Linked DNA regions of Triticum aestivum: region 2 is linked to region 1. The links are chromatin contacts, called in public Hi-C maps. All regions are on one chromosome and are shown on one strand. The core of a region is the stretch at or near the end of the contact, and the rest is flanking DNA. Distances in the headings are between cores, read along the strand shown. Region 1 holds the start of LOC123077281. Region 2 holds the start of LOC123077284 (bromodomain-containing protein 4).

Region 1 (6,746 bases), core at 3,150-5,649:
GTATCTAGTTTTTGCCGTAAGCCACTCTACTTTTTTGCACATGCTATATGGGTGAAATGATGATACCATGCCAAGTTTCAACCTTTTCAGAGTTCATTTGTAGTGCTTTTCAATTTCAAGGACATTTAGTTCAAAACAAATCAGTAAATGCATGAAAAATAATAAATGATGTCAGAAAGGGTTGAAAGTTGATAACGTGGCTTTGAATGGTGCATACTGAATGCACGAAAAGTCTGGAGTTGTAATAAGTTTAGAAAAATGAAGGAGAGGCGCAATGCTCACCTGCACGTTGCTTAGCTCCAGGCTTAGTTTTTGCCGTAACCCTCTCTACTTTTTTGCACATGCTTAGCTTCAGGCTTAGTTTTTGTCGTAAATGAAGGAAAGGCGCAATGCTCACCTGCACGTTGCTTAGCTTCAGGCGTTGAGAAAGGACATATAGCTCCGTGCAGTCTACACCATTTCCTCAAGGCCTGAAGTTGTAATAAGTTTGGCGAGAGAGTGAGGGGCGGCCGGCGGGGGAGAACCGGCGCGGGGGGATTGAGGGGGGAGACCGAGTGAGTGTGAGTGTGAGTGGAGAGAGGAGAGAGTGAGGGGCGGCCGGTTGGGGGAATATAGAATGGCTTAGCAGTAGCGCGCTACAGCGAAACGTGCTACTGCTATGTGTAAACATGTAAAAATATACATCAAAAATACATTGATCATCAATGATCTTTTTGTGTATAATCTGAATTGTCAATATGAGTCCTCAACGGTTTAGAAACCAGTGAAAACTCATATTGCTGCCACAAATTCTACACATAGAGTTCAATGAAGACCAAGTGCTTGTGATAGTTTGAGAAATAACATATTTAAGGTGGTAAAAACCCAGTTAGGGGAGCGAGGTGGGACTAAAAACAGCCTGCCACAACCTCTTTAGTATCGGTTCGTGGCACAGATCGGAATTAATGGGGCTGGTGGGGCCCCGGCCTGACAACAGCCTGCCACAACCTCTTTAGTACCGTTTCATGGCATGAACCGGTACTAAAGGTTCGCCACGAACCGGTACTAATTAGCGCCACCCGCCTAGCCGTCTGAACCGGCACTAATGGTCAAATTAGTGTCGGTTCAGTTACATACCGGGACTAATGTGCTTCACATTAGGCCATTTTTCTACTAGTGTGCGCCATGCCGCCGAGATCCACCGTCATCAATGGGCAAGATGAAACACCGCTCCTCCTCTTGTCCCCTCCAACCAGCACTTGCTCCAAAACGATGCCCCGGAAGGGAGAACGACACCGAAGGCACCGTCATCGTTCGATCCGGTAGACAAAGATCTAGTGTTTCCCCCGGAACTTCCTGATCAGGTTGACGTGACCTGCAACAACGATGCCTCAAGAAGGGAACGACGTCTCATACGCCGCCATCGTCCGCCAAGACCGCAGCCAGGCGCGATTTTCACCGGAAGCCACGTCTTCCCAACCTCGCGGCTGGCTGGAACCAAGCAGAACCTCGCCACGAAGACGTACGTCGCCATCAGTACTCCGGCAGAGATCCGGCATCTTCTCACCGGTCCCTCCACGCGCCGCCGGTCGGCGAAAGGCCTCCCCGCGACGGATCCAATCGGGGCGTTGGATCCGCAGTCACCGCCGTAACCACCCCGACCAGAACAGCCCACCCCGCCGGATGGGGCGCTGCCACCGCCGCCGTCCATTGAGGGCTGCTGCTCCGCCGGCTATGGTGCTTCGGCCACCGCCGCACGGCCTGGGGTCGCCGCCCCAGCCGCCGCCTTCGGATCGCACGGGAGGAGTCGCCCCTGCCGCCTCAGATGAGATCCGCCGCGTCCACCCGCCCAGGTGCCTTCGGCACCGGGCCCGCCGCCACCGCGGCCCACGCCAGCGGCAGCGGCGGCAGGAGGAGGCGCTAGAGGGTGCTGGCGGCGCTAGGGTTCCAGGGCCCCTGGCATCGCCCAGGGGGAGGCGATGCGGTTGCTGGAGAGAGGAGATAAGAAAGTCGTGTCGTCGCGAAGCACGTTCGCCGGCAATGTATGTATCAGCTGGATCATGTATGCACTCTCTTTTAATTCGAGTATTTTTCATTCTGTTCCAGACTGCATCCGGGGAACTGTATGTAATGTTGTTGTTTGATGAATAAAGCTGATCGATGTTCTCTCTAAAAATAAAACTGACACATAATTCAACAGGCGGCGACGAGGTGAGCGAGAGGAGACATGACGTGGACGGTGGCTAGGGTTTCGCCGGGGCTAGCCGCCCGCTAGGATCAACGCTCGCGTTGCTTTCTCATGTTCACAACATTTGGGAGCTCTCTGCCACCCAGATCGGGAGGTATGCTCTCTCATTATTTATTCTGGAAAAAGTACCTTTTGCACTATCACCTTGCAAGCCTAAGTTTTCACGCATTGTTTCACTCCGCTGTCAGCATGTACATAATCCAGAAGGTAACCAAAAGGGGAGGCTGAAAAAAGGTACCCTAAACAGAATGATAAGAAGCATGCTGTGTTCAGTAGACAGTAGGGACGGCATGCAGGTTAGCTAGTGCTGTGCATCAAAATGTCAGTCAAGGGAACAAGCATGGCATGAAAGAAAGAGAGAGTATATTTGCCTTGCCAGCCAGCCGGTCAGGCCAGGCCTTGCGATCATGAAAAGAAGCGTAGCCAGCTGCATACGTATTCTAAAGCAACAAGGATTGCAATGGCACCAAAACCTAAGCCGCATCGGTTCCCCTGAATTCATCTTCCCGCATAATCAAATCCACTGCCGCATGCTTCACGCATTTGATGCATAGTATACACACATTCCCCACACTCCTTGCAAGAGCAAACAGCAAATTGCTCAGCTCCCACTGATAGTGAGAGAGACTATCTTACTGTTTCCCCCACACAGCCACACTCTTTGCAAAAGCAGAAGCAGGCAGTGGGCTCATGGCTCATGTGGACCTGGCCCGAGTGACCTCCCCCTTTTTATGAACCCTGAGCACTGTGTGTATGTGTATGTGTGTGCGGGGGCGCGTCACTGAGACCCCTGGCACCGGTAGGTGCGGGAGGGAGAGAGAAGCCAAATGTTAAAGATGCCCGGCGCAGTGCAGTGCAGCTAGCAAAGCAAAGTGAGGGAGAGCCGGAGAGGAGAGTGGTACTCAAGAAATTAAGGCATACCTGACCATTTAAGGGCTGCTCTCCTATCTCCTCGCCATGCATGGGGTCCTACCCCATTCATGCTACATGTCTCTTCCTCCTCTGGCAGTGCAATTCAATTCAATGTGAGTGACCATGCATGGTACTCTCTTTGCTGTTGGGACTCGGGAGATAGTAGCAGTGATCATGGCGGTGCTGGGAACGTACAGTGTTGTCAACCAACAGCCCTCCGGCTTGCACTGGCCAGGGAGGGAAGGCGCATCAAATGCTTGTGGAAGTAGCTTGGCCAGCTTGCCATCGCATTGCGATTCATGGGCATGGCGCCATGAAGACGGAGATGTGTTGCTTGTGCAGGTTGCCGTCGCATTTGCGACGCCAATGATGCCGCAGTCGGTCGCTTTTGTTAAGGAAAAGGCTGAAGAAGAACTTTCGAGTGCTGTGCTGGGAGACAGTGGACGGCTATGGCATGTGCGGAGTATTCTAGGTGAGTTTTGTAGATGCGCACGGCACACGCATAGCTTAATTCAGATTTGACTTGAGTAGCGGCGCATGCAGTGCCATGTTTAGGTGCTTTGAGCGAATTAAAGAGGATCCGTATCTGATATGGAAAAGCAAGCACCAAGCAACCGGATCGATCACTTTAAATTTGGCCGCGAAAGTGAACAATGATCAAAGCCAAAGGTGCACTATGTACGTAGTACGTGATCTTTGAGAGTCTCATCTGGATCCGATCTCAATCTCTACACCAACCATGGCTGTCAAATACGTGCACAAGAAAGAGAACAAAAGCCATGGCTTCGGTGGCCTACATGCATGGTTACCGATCGAGAGCTGCCGCCGGTTGCTCCAAGGAGGAAGCTACAAGGAAGCGATTTCTATCATGGCGGACAGGGATAGGAAGGCCGGGGCGCTGGCTCATGATTGCACCAGCTGAAGGCCACTGCCGGTCGGAGCCGGCCTTTGAAAATTCCCGCCCCCACCCCCCTGGCACATGGCCGCCACCCTCCCCTGCCCGCCTTTCCAAAGGGAAAAGCGAAGGAAGAGTGAGCCGCTCGCTCCTCTCCTCGGTGCAATGCACACTCACCCAAGGACGCGTGCGGTGGATGCCATGCCATCCCCCAGAGCGCGCACACACACACGCTCTGTTTCTTTCTTTATTCCCCTGACGTAGCAAAGCTCAGTGCCACTGAGCTGAACCCCCACTGTCTGCATCGACGATGGTGCTTTGGTTGCAGTAATCCATCCATCCAGCTACCTTTCGTTCATGGGGGGAGGAGCGGGAGAAGGGAATGTGGAGAGGGGGACAGGACCATGGACCCAAGCATGATATAAAATGAGATGATGCCATGGCTCGGCATGGGTAGCGCGGGGCAGGGGCGTGTCGCTCTCCTCGGGAAAAAGCGTGCCCCAGCTGCAAGCCACAGCCGCGAGCAACTCAACTTGAAGCTCATCTCAACCCGCCGTGTCGGAACTCATCACTCCGTCCACCACATCACTTCAAGCCTTCAAGCTCACCTCCCCCACCCTCCCCATCCCCACCCCCAACCCCAACCGCCGCACGGCGACATTTGGTTGACCTTCCATCTTCATATCGAGGCTCCGGCCACACTACGCCTCCACGCTAGCTCCTATATTTATAGTCGGGTAGTCTCTCTCGGGCGAGTCAAGGGAAGAAGAAGCCAAGCGATAGGGGCAGGGGAGGAGGCGGGGAAGAGGACAAGCAGGCGATCCGGTGGAAGCGGATACAGACAAGCGAGCAGCAACGACTCTACTCCCTAGCCACAAGGTTTTGAGGTGAATCCAAGAGAAGAAGGAGAAGCCCACGCACGGGCGTCGATGGCGTGTAGCTGCGGCGGCAAGAGGCCCAGACCAGCCGTCCCCTTGCTGCTGGCGCTGCTGCTCGTCGTCTCGTGCGCGTTGTCGGTGTCGGCCAGCGGCGGCGGCGGCAGGGGCAACGGCACACGGACGGCGGAGTTCCGTTCCGGGGACGAGCTGCGAGCTTACCAGAGCATCGTCGCCCGGATGGACAAGATGAAGAAGGCCTCCGTCAAGACCATTCAGGTGAGTGGCTTTGCTTCTTTTGCATGAGCCGGCCATTGATGTTTGACCCCCGACCTGAATCTCTCGACCACCTTGTTCGCCATACTTTTCTTTTCTTGTGGCAAAATGTTTGACGAATTTGTTTTTGCACGCAGAGCGCCGACGGCGACATCATCCACTGCGTGCCGGCGCACCTCCAGCCGGCGTTTGACCACCCAACGTTGAGAGGCCAAAAGCCAGAGGTCGTCCATCCCATCCGTCCCTTCTCCATAGCCAACTACACCAATGCTGCATTCTTATTTGTCTGTCTTTTACCGATCAGCGGCCGTCGTTCTGAAGTAGTGATTCTCCTTTTCCTTTTGCAGGCTGAGCCAGAGGAGAGGCCCAAGATCAGCGCCGACGCCGCCGAGGAAGAAGGGGACGCGGTGTTCCCGCAGGCGTGGAGCGACGGCGGCGAGTCGTGCCCCGGCGGGACGGTCCCGATACGGCGGACCACGGAGAGCGACCTGCGGCGGTACTCCGGTTCCCTCCGGCGGTACGGGATGAAGCCCCGCGCGTCCGGCGTCCGCCGCGACTCCACCAGCGACGGCCACGAGGTACTGCTACGCCCCTAGCCGATAACTAACACGTACGGCGATCTCATCAATCATCACCATCAATACTGACCCACCAGATTAGCGGTACCATTGAAAAATGCAAATTGATCGACAGCGGCTTCACTGACGAACAGTCGTAGGCTCGTAGCCAGTAACTGCGGTCTTAACCACGCGACCAAATCATGATCCCACACGATCGCTCAATAGTATGGCGCGCAGTAGCTGGATAACATTGATTGTGCTGGGGATAGCATTAGTAGCTAGCATCGACCTGCGTCTGTGCGCGCACAGGACATTGATTGGGGCACTGGCCGGGGATGGCGATGCAATGGCGATCGGCGCGGGGACAACCGCGGCAGCGGCGGTAATGGCGCCGCCCGCCTAGCTAGCGCGCGCGCTGGCTGGCAGTCAGTGGCATTCATTAGCGTCCGTACGTGTGGATGGCATGGACCTTAGCCTTAGCTTGATGATGGCCGTTTGGCGTATGTGTGGTGCAGCACGCGGTGGGGTACGTGACCGGCGACCAGTTCTACGGCGCCAAGGCGAGCCTGAACGTGTGGCCGGCCAGGGTGGCGTCGGCGGCGGAGTTCAGCCTCTCCCAGATCTGGGTCATCTCCGGCACCTTCGGCAACGACCTCAACACCATCGAAGCCGGCTGGCAGGTACCTTCTCCACCTTCCTCCTATCTTGTTGCATGTAAGCTACTCTTACTATGAAAGAACATATATTTTTCTTCTTCTCGAGACAGTACCATCGAAGAGTGTTAATGTGAAAGATATGGTGAATAGCTGCAAGATCTTTCACCAGTTAGAGGTGTGTAGCAGGAAGTTAAGGAGCTGAGTGAGTTGACAGTGGCAGCTTTCACGTCGCCGTGGCTGCAAAGCGATCTAGTCTAGTTATAATGGGAGGGAGGGCAGCTGGGTCGCAGTCGCAGAACGCGTTCTTCAGGCTGTCCGTCTCTCCGGTTGGTGAAAGCGAGTAAA
Region 2 (6,746 bases), core at 2,981-5,480, 220 kb before region 1:
ATCGATCTCTGCGTAGCAATGTCCGAAGGGGATCACGAAATCTACCTACAGAATTGTAAATTTCGAGGGAACTTCAAATCCAAATTCAGACCCCGTACTCTACAGTATATATTATCAAAAAAGTCATTCAAGCCACAACAGTGATGATTTTGAATGCCACATTCTACATAGGAAAGGGCCTGAACATGCTTACCTATCACTGTATCAATGAAGAAAGTGCAGAAAAGTGATTGGGAATATATTCCTTCAGATTGAATAATGGGAGTGCAGATATTGGTGTTTCTATACCATATTTGAGTTTTGGTATGTGCTAGATCCACACATAAAGTAGCTTACGAAACACACTAAATGTCTTTTTTATTAACAGAACAAAAGAAACCATAGTTGAGTTTTTGGTATATCATCATCACATGTACGGAAAGAACAAGATTATGTTATATATATTCACTCATTAACAACACCTGTGGATGGAAGAAAGCAGAGCGACCGAGAGAGCGGGCAGCAAACCTGATACTTGCCCCAACACTGATATTTTGCGCGCAAGACGTGTCATTTTAAATATTATACACAAACTGTGCCAAATGGTAGTGCGGCGTGGTCGCCGCATCTTGACTTATCACCCGTTCATCAGCTTGTCGAGCACCACATTCAGGTCGACGTTCTGCCCATTCTCGGTCAGCCTCCGCACGGTTGCCCTCACCTGTTCCCTTGAGAACCCCATCGTCGCAACCTTCTCTACCACATCATCAAGGGCCACCCTGTTGCCCGATGCAGCAGTTGGGCTGGAACTGACTGGCTCTGCTTGTGGTAGTATCCGAGCTGTGGGGAGCCTGGTGCCGTAGCTGTTGCCGCTACCACCAGAGGATGGTCCTGAGGGAGCAAAAGGTGTGGACTTCATTCCAGCATTCCCACGGTAAGAAGGAGATCCAGTGTAACCATATGATTCAGAAAAGCTACTTCCTCCCTGTGGCCCATACCCAGGGGCACCATAGGATGGCGGTGGCCCAGAGTTGGGCCTGACGGCAGGAGGTTCATACATGCTAGGATTCTGTCCATAGAAAGGCAGGGCTGATTCATTTGGCGGCGGCATGTAAGCTGAAGGAGTGCGAACATTTGGTGTATAGCTATGAGAAGGCGCATACTCTGTCTGCTGGGGTGCAGGAGGTGCAAGTGGACTTGAAGGGTTAACATTTGTAGGCTGAGGTTGTTGTGAATATTGAGAAAACTGAGACGGGGTTTGATACTGTTGCGGTGGAGCTGGAGGCGCCTGCGCCTGTGGAACTGGAGGGGCTTGATACTGCTGTGGTGGAGCTGGAGGTGCATGTGCCTGTGGAACTGGAGGGGCTTGATACTGCTGTGGTGGAGCTGGAGGCGCTTGATACTGCTGCTGTGGTGCTGGAGGCGCCTGCGGCTGTGGAACTGGAGGGGCTTGATACTGCTGATGAATAGCTTCAGTTGTCTGGGCAGATGGTGTGTAGTAGGGTTCCTGTGGTAAAGCTGGTACAGAGGGAGCCGATGAATGACCTAGGAACTGTGCTGGAGGCTGACTTTGAAGTGTTGGAGGTGGAGGCGGCGCGTTAGGAGCAGGAAGGGCAGGAAAAGTTTGGGGTTGATGTTGCGGCGGAACGCCTGCCTGCTGCGGAGCAACTGACTGGTGCCGCGAGTCTGCCTGTCCAACCCCACTATTTTCTGATGACTGGGTCTCAGTTTTGGGTATCTGGAGCTTTGCAAGATGAAGCTGTGTTTCAACAATTTCCTGCTTGTCACGCATAATCTGTACACCCGCTTGGACCTGCATGTAGTATTACAAAATTATATGTAAGTTATCCCAATAGCATAACAACAAAGGAACAGGGTACTGCTCATAAGCATTTAAGTGATGCTCTCTCTACCATCAGACAACCATAAATCTAGGCAAGCACAATACTAGTGGGAAAATAATACCCCATGAGTGGCAATTACAAAAAAAAAAGGTGATTATGTGTAGCATCATCTGAAGGGACAATGACATGCAACGTGAATGACCAGCTTAGAAGGAGGAAAAACTACAGAAGCCTAAATGTGAATATGCATCTAGAAGAAGAATCCACCAAATATCTATGTGTATCACTGATAGGTTTAAGCCTCGAAACAGATAAATGTCTAGTTAACTACTCCCTCCATCCCAATACTGTCTTATTTTGAAGGGACGGGAGGAGTACTTCACTACAGAGCTCAAAATAAGACAGTAATTGTATATTATAAATCGTAAACAAGGTATATACAATAATTTCCAACATAATCCCGGTAGAGCATGGCAATCAGTTGTCAAAAATGACCAGTGGTGAGTTAGCACATCACTCCTGCTCAGTAAACCAATGCCAATATGACATAATATGCATTGCTTCACAAACATAGCCATCGTATAATCATAAAAATTTCAGAGAGGGATGGAGCAGGAGAGTCAAATGAAGCATACCTCCCTCAACATATTCTCAAGTTGCCTCAGTTTTCCATCAGTGCTACCATTATAGTTGCCAATTGTTAGCTTGAACTCATCAACAGAACTTTCAAGATGGTGAGTTCTACTCTCCAGCTGTGAAAGCCTTGAGCTTACACCTTCTAGTGCATACAACAGGTTATCAGAATACTTCTTCATGGTTCGATCAATATCTGCTATAGTTACCAGTCCAAAGTTACTCCTGTCTTCCTCATGATTAACATTCTTCGGCACACGGTTCTCCAATATACCAGCACTCTTTCCATCATAAAAAAAATGTAAGTAAGCTATATATGACAAATGATGGTATTTATTATCAAACGCAACTAATAATAATTAGAAGTCCATTGCATGGAATCGACAGAACCAGTGGAACAAATATATCAAACAAGAATCACAAATTTAACAAAGTAATTCAAAAGAGTACAAATAAAGTCGTAAATGTGAGAACCGGGGAAAATGTGTATCGCCATGATATCTGATATGTTACATTTAAATCAGTCGTATGCAAGAATTTAAAGAGCAATTTGTCAGCACAAGTTTGTGTGCAGCTTCTAACAAAACAAGATCTTGTGGCATAAATTTCAAACAACAGATGTACTGGCAATCTGGCATCTAACAGCATGCAACAACAACAACAACAACCACAACAACAACAAAGCCTTTAGTCCCAAACAAGTTGGGGTAGGCTAGAGGTGAAACCCATAAGATCTCGCGACGAACTCATGGCTCTGGCACATGGATAGCAAGCTTCCATGCACCCCTGTCCACGCAATCTGGCATCTAACAGCATGCAAAGAAAAACTTAATGTGCAAATCCACAGGAGTTCAGTCGCACTGATCATTTTTCTGACAAATAAGCACCCATCTATGAGCTATCACATGCTCATTAGATGCCATATATTACAAATTCACTGAGATACGTTTCATGGAATTGAAACATGACTTATAGATGGCTTGAGGAATCAACAAATTCAATTATGCATAGCATTTGTATGTGCTAACTTGATAGCCACCAAACAACAAGGCCACGTTTCCAGCGCATGCTATAGAATACCCAAAATTTAGTACTAGTACCTAACTAGCAGTATCATGAACCTATCCAACATGCAGTTCCTTCTTTTACCCAGCTGATCCACTTATGGCGCATATTGCCCAGCAATTCAATATCACTATATCACAATTCACAATATTGCCTACAAGCTACTGCTAGATTTATCTTCCGAACTAGGCGCCTTTGTGAACTTTGCAACACGGAATAATCAGGTAATTTGCTTGAGGCAAGGACATGAATCGCAGCTAGATCGAGAGATCCAACGAGTAGCAGTAGATACCTTCAGGTTGTATGGGGACGAGGCGGAGGCGGAGACCGAGGCGGCCTTGGAGTTGGAGTCGAGGGAACCCCACGAGGGCGGCGCGGCGGCGGGGGCGGCCGTGGCGGTGCGCATGGGCTGGAAGTCGTAGCTGGGCAGCACGTCGGTGGCGGTGCCGTTGGCGCTGTGGTGGTGGCGGCGGCGCAGGCCGTCCTCGCTCTCCTCCTGGGGGTCGGGGCCCATCAGATCGAGGAGCTCCGAGCCCCCGCTCCCGCCGCCCGCGAGGGAGGGGGACGGGGCGGCGGAGGCGGCGAGGCCGAGGATCTGCTTGTCCATGAACTGCGACGTGTTCATCGGGCGGGGCCGCCTCGCCGGCGGCGGGAGCGTGGTGGGTGGGGGTGGCGTGCGGCGGGGGGCTGGGAGGGGAGAGGGGCGGCTTGAGCTGGGGGCGATGGGGGGATCGGGTGGGGAGGAAGAATCGAGACGGGACGGCGAGCGAGACCACACGAGACGGCACGGCGAGTGACGGAGTGAGTTGGTTGGTTCGTCGGCTTGCGCCTCTTCCGTGGGCCTCAAACGTTTTTCCTTTCGAGAAACCTGTGGGCCTCGAACGTTTTTCCTTTCTGGGCTCTGCTGCCGGCCTGGCGGCGGGTCCAGTGGTTTGTAGAGTGTTGCGGCCCACAATGATGTCTGGGAAACCGTCCCCTGGGCTGATCTGCTTCGAGGTGGCGGGGGAGCAACTAGTTGACGAGCGCTTCTTCGGGATCCTTGCAATGATACTTGGCGCGCTCTCAGCCGCCATCACGTGTCGCGCTCTGGGCGCTTCTTTTGAATTTTATTTTTTATTTTCCGCACGCGTTTTCGGCTCATAAACCGGGTTTTTTTTTACTTTTTGATTTTCTACCGGTCTTCCTTAGCTCTTCGACAAAAAAATCGCGCGAGACAAACGCGTTTTCTTTTTTTTTCACGAGAGGCATGGTTTTGCTTCCGCGAGAGGCACGGTTTTGCTTTCGCGAGAGGCACGGCCATGCCTCCCGGAAACAGGAAAAATGTGTTTTCTGTTTTTTTCCTTCCACGAGAGGCACGGTTGTGCTTTCGTGAGGGGCACGGCAGTGCCTCTCGGGAACAAAAAACGCATTTTCTAATTATTTTTCTTCCGCGAGAGGCACAGTTTTGCTCGCGTGAGAGGCACCGCCGTGCCTCTCGGAAACGGGGAAAAACGTGTTTTTCTATTTATTTTTCTTTCGCGAGAGGCATGGTCGTGCCTCTCGGAAACAGAAAAAAAAATGTGTTTTCTCTTTTTTCCGCGAAAGCCATGGTTTTGCTCGCACGAGAGGCACGGTTGTGCTTCCGCGAGAGGCACGGCCGTGCCTCTTTCGAAAAGGGAAAAAGCCATGCTTCCTGGTTTGGTTTTTTCGTTCGGTTTTTTCGTGAATTTTTTTTTATCAACATGGGATCTAGTTTTGAAAATCTCGACGCTAGGAATCCAACGATGAAAACGATTCAAGATTTGGACGCACGGTTTAAGAGATAAAATATTTTGAATAAACGGATCTACGAAAAAGGGGAAAAGGCGCGCCACTTGTTGCAACCTGAGGAGGTGGGAGTGATCTTTGCAAGGAGTACTCCTCAATTAGTGATTTCGGGCGGGGTGTGTATGTTTTTCTACTTTGTTTAAAAAATGTATGTTTCTCTACTAGGGCTAAAGCCATGCTTTATTCATCGGAACCATAGTTTGTGAGATACAAACTGGTCATGGGGTTGAGTAAGCCACACATGGCTCCCCCGATCTAAAGAAAGGATAATTTTAGCTAGACAATGACCGAGCATACCGGCCTCGACTGCCCTAGGCAATGTCGTTCACCACCTATTTTCTGTTTGAAGTGATTATGAAGCTTTTGAGACCTAAATCTTCTATCAAATACAGTGCCTCACCGCACGCGATTGCTTTAAGTGTGGTGGCTTCGTGGAGTCCCATAATAATGAAAGGCAAGCTTCCCAAGAAAATTTCATGTTGGTCACAGCACACTGCAACAGATCCCCTGGAGTTTGAGACACCCGCGTCACACATGGGTTTTTGCATATCCCATTGGCGGAGCCCTGGGTTGGCTGATCCTTCCTGTCCCCCTAGGGGGCACACCCTTGTCGATGACCATCAACCTTTGTTCTTTTAATATCTTGAGCTCAGTAATAAAAACGGCCGATGAACTATGTGTTGTGTGAGGGCTTTGGAAGATTCCCTCACTTTCCTTCTAGCCGACCAGGTGGCCCATACAGTGATCGCAAGCTTCACAATGGGATAAAGTATGTAACATTGAGAACAACAACTGTTTTGCACTAGGTTTGCTTCGAGGGGTATGTATGTAGGCACTTCCTATTTACCGCGCAAGTCGCTGGGTAGCGAACACTCGCATAATCGGTGATCGCTATGCTCTATATCGGGCCGGCCCAAGTAGGTGGGAGACTCTCTATTTTGGGGGTTTTCGTGTTATTTTCTTTCTATTTTTTATTTTTATTTTTGTTTTTGTTTTTTCCTTTTCTTTTTATTTTTATTTGTGAACATTTTCCAAATTCGTGATTTTTTGTCAAATCATAACCATTTTCTAAAACCGTTAACCTTTTTTGAAATCGTGGATATTTTAAAAAATCAACCGATGACATTTTTTTAGATCATGAGTTTGAAAAAAAAATCCCGTATTTGAATCCGGGAACATGTTTTCAAGTTTGTGAACTTTTGAAATGCAGGAGCATTTTAAGAAATACGCAAACATTTTTCAAATCCATGACCATTTTTTATGATTTAGTAAATAAAATAAATAATTTTCATGATTTCAAAACTAGAAAAACAGAAGAAAATGATAAAAAAAATAACGACCACGGGACGTCCCAATCGGAGAGTGCCCTTTGTGATTGGCCGCCTGCTTAACACAATAAGCTTCGAATAGGGCCTCCCA

The links. A called contact is a pair of places that touch in the nucleus more often than the background predicts.
Region 2: a contact with region 1 is called in a Hi-C map of leaf, with 5 times the contacts expected there. The contact joins the promoter of LOC123077284 here to the promoter of LOC123077281 in region 1. A contact is called at or near these places in 2 of 5 Hi-C or Micro-C datasets (both in leaf).

What each region holds. Positions count from the first base shown.
Region 1 is chr3D:47,056,944-47,063,689 of IWGSC CS RefSeq v2.1, reverse strand. It overlaps LOC123077281, which reads left to right and starts at 4,399. Exons shown (of 6, transcript XM_044499530.1): 1 at 4,399-5,188; 2 at 5,323-5,409; 3 at 5,533-5,763; 4 at 6,261-6,425. The coding sequence starts at 4,964.
Region 2 is chr3D:47,277,190-47,283,935 of IWGSC CS RefSeq v2.1, reverse strand. It overlaps LOC123077284 (bromodomain-containing protein 4), which reads right to left and starts at 4,230. Exons shown (of 3, transcript XM_044499534.1): 1 at 3,814-4,230; 2 at 2,459-2,737; 3 at 329-1,792. The coding sequence starts at 4,146. The coding sequence ends at 617.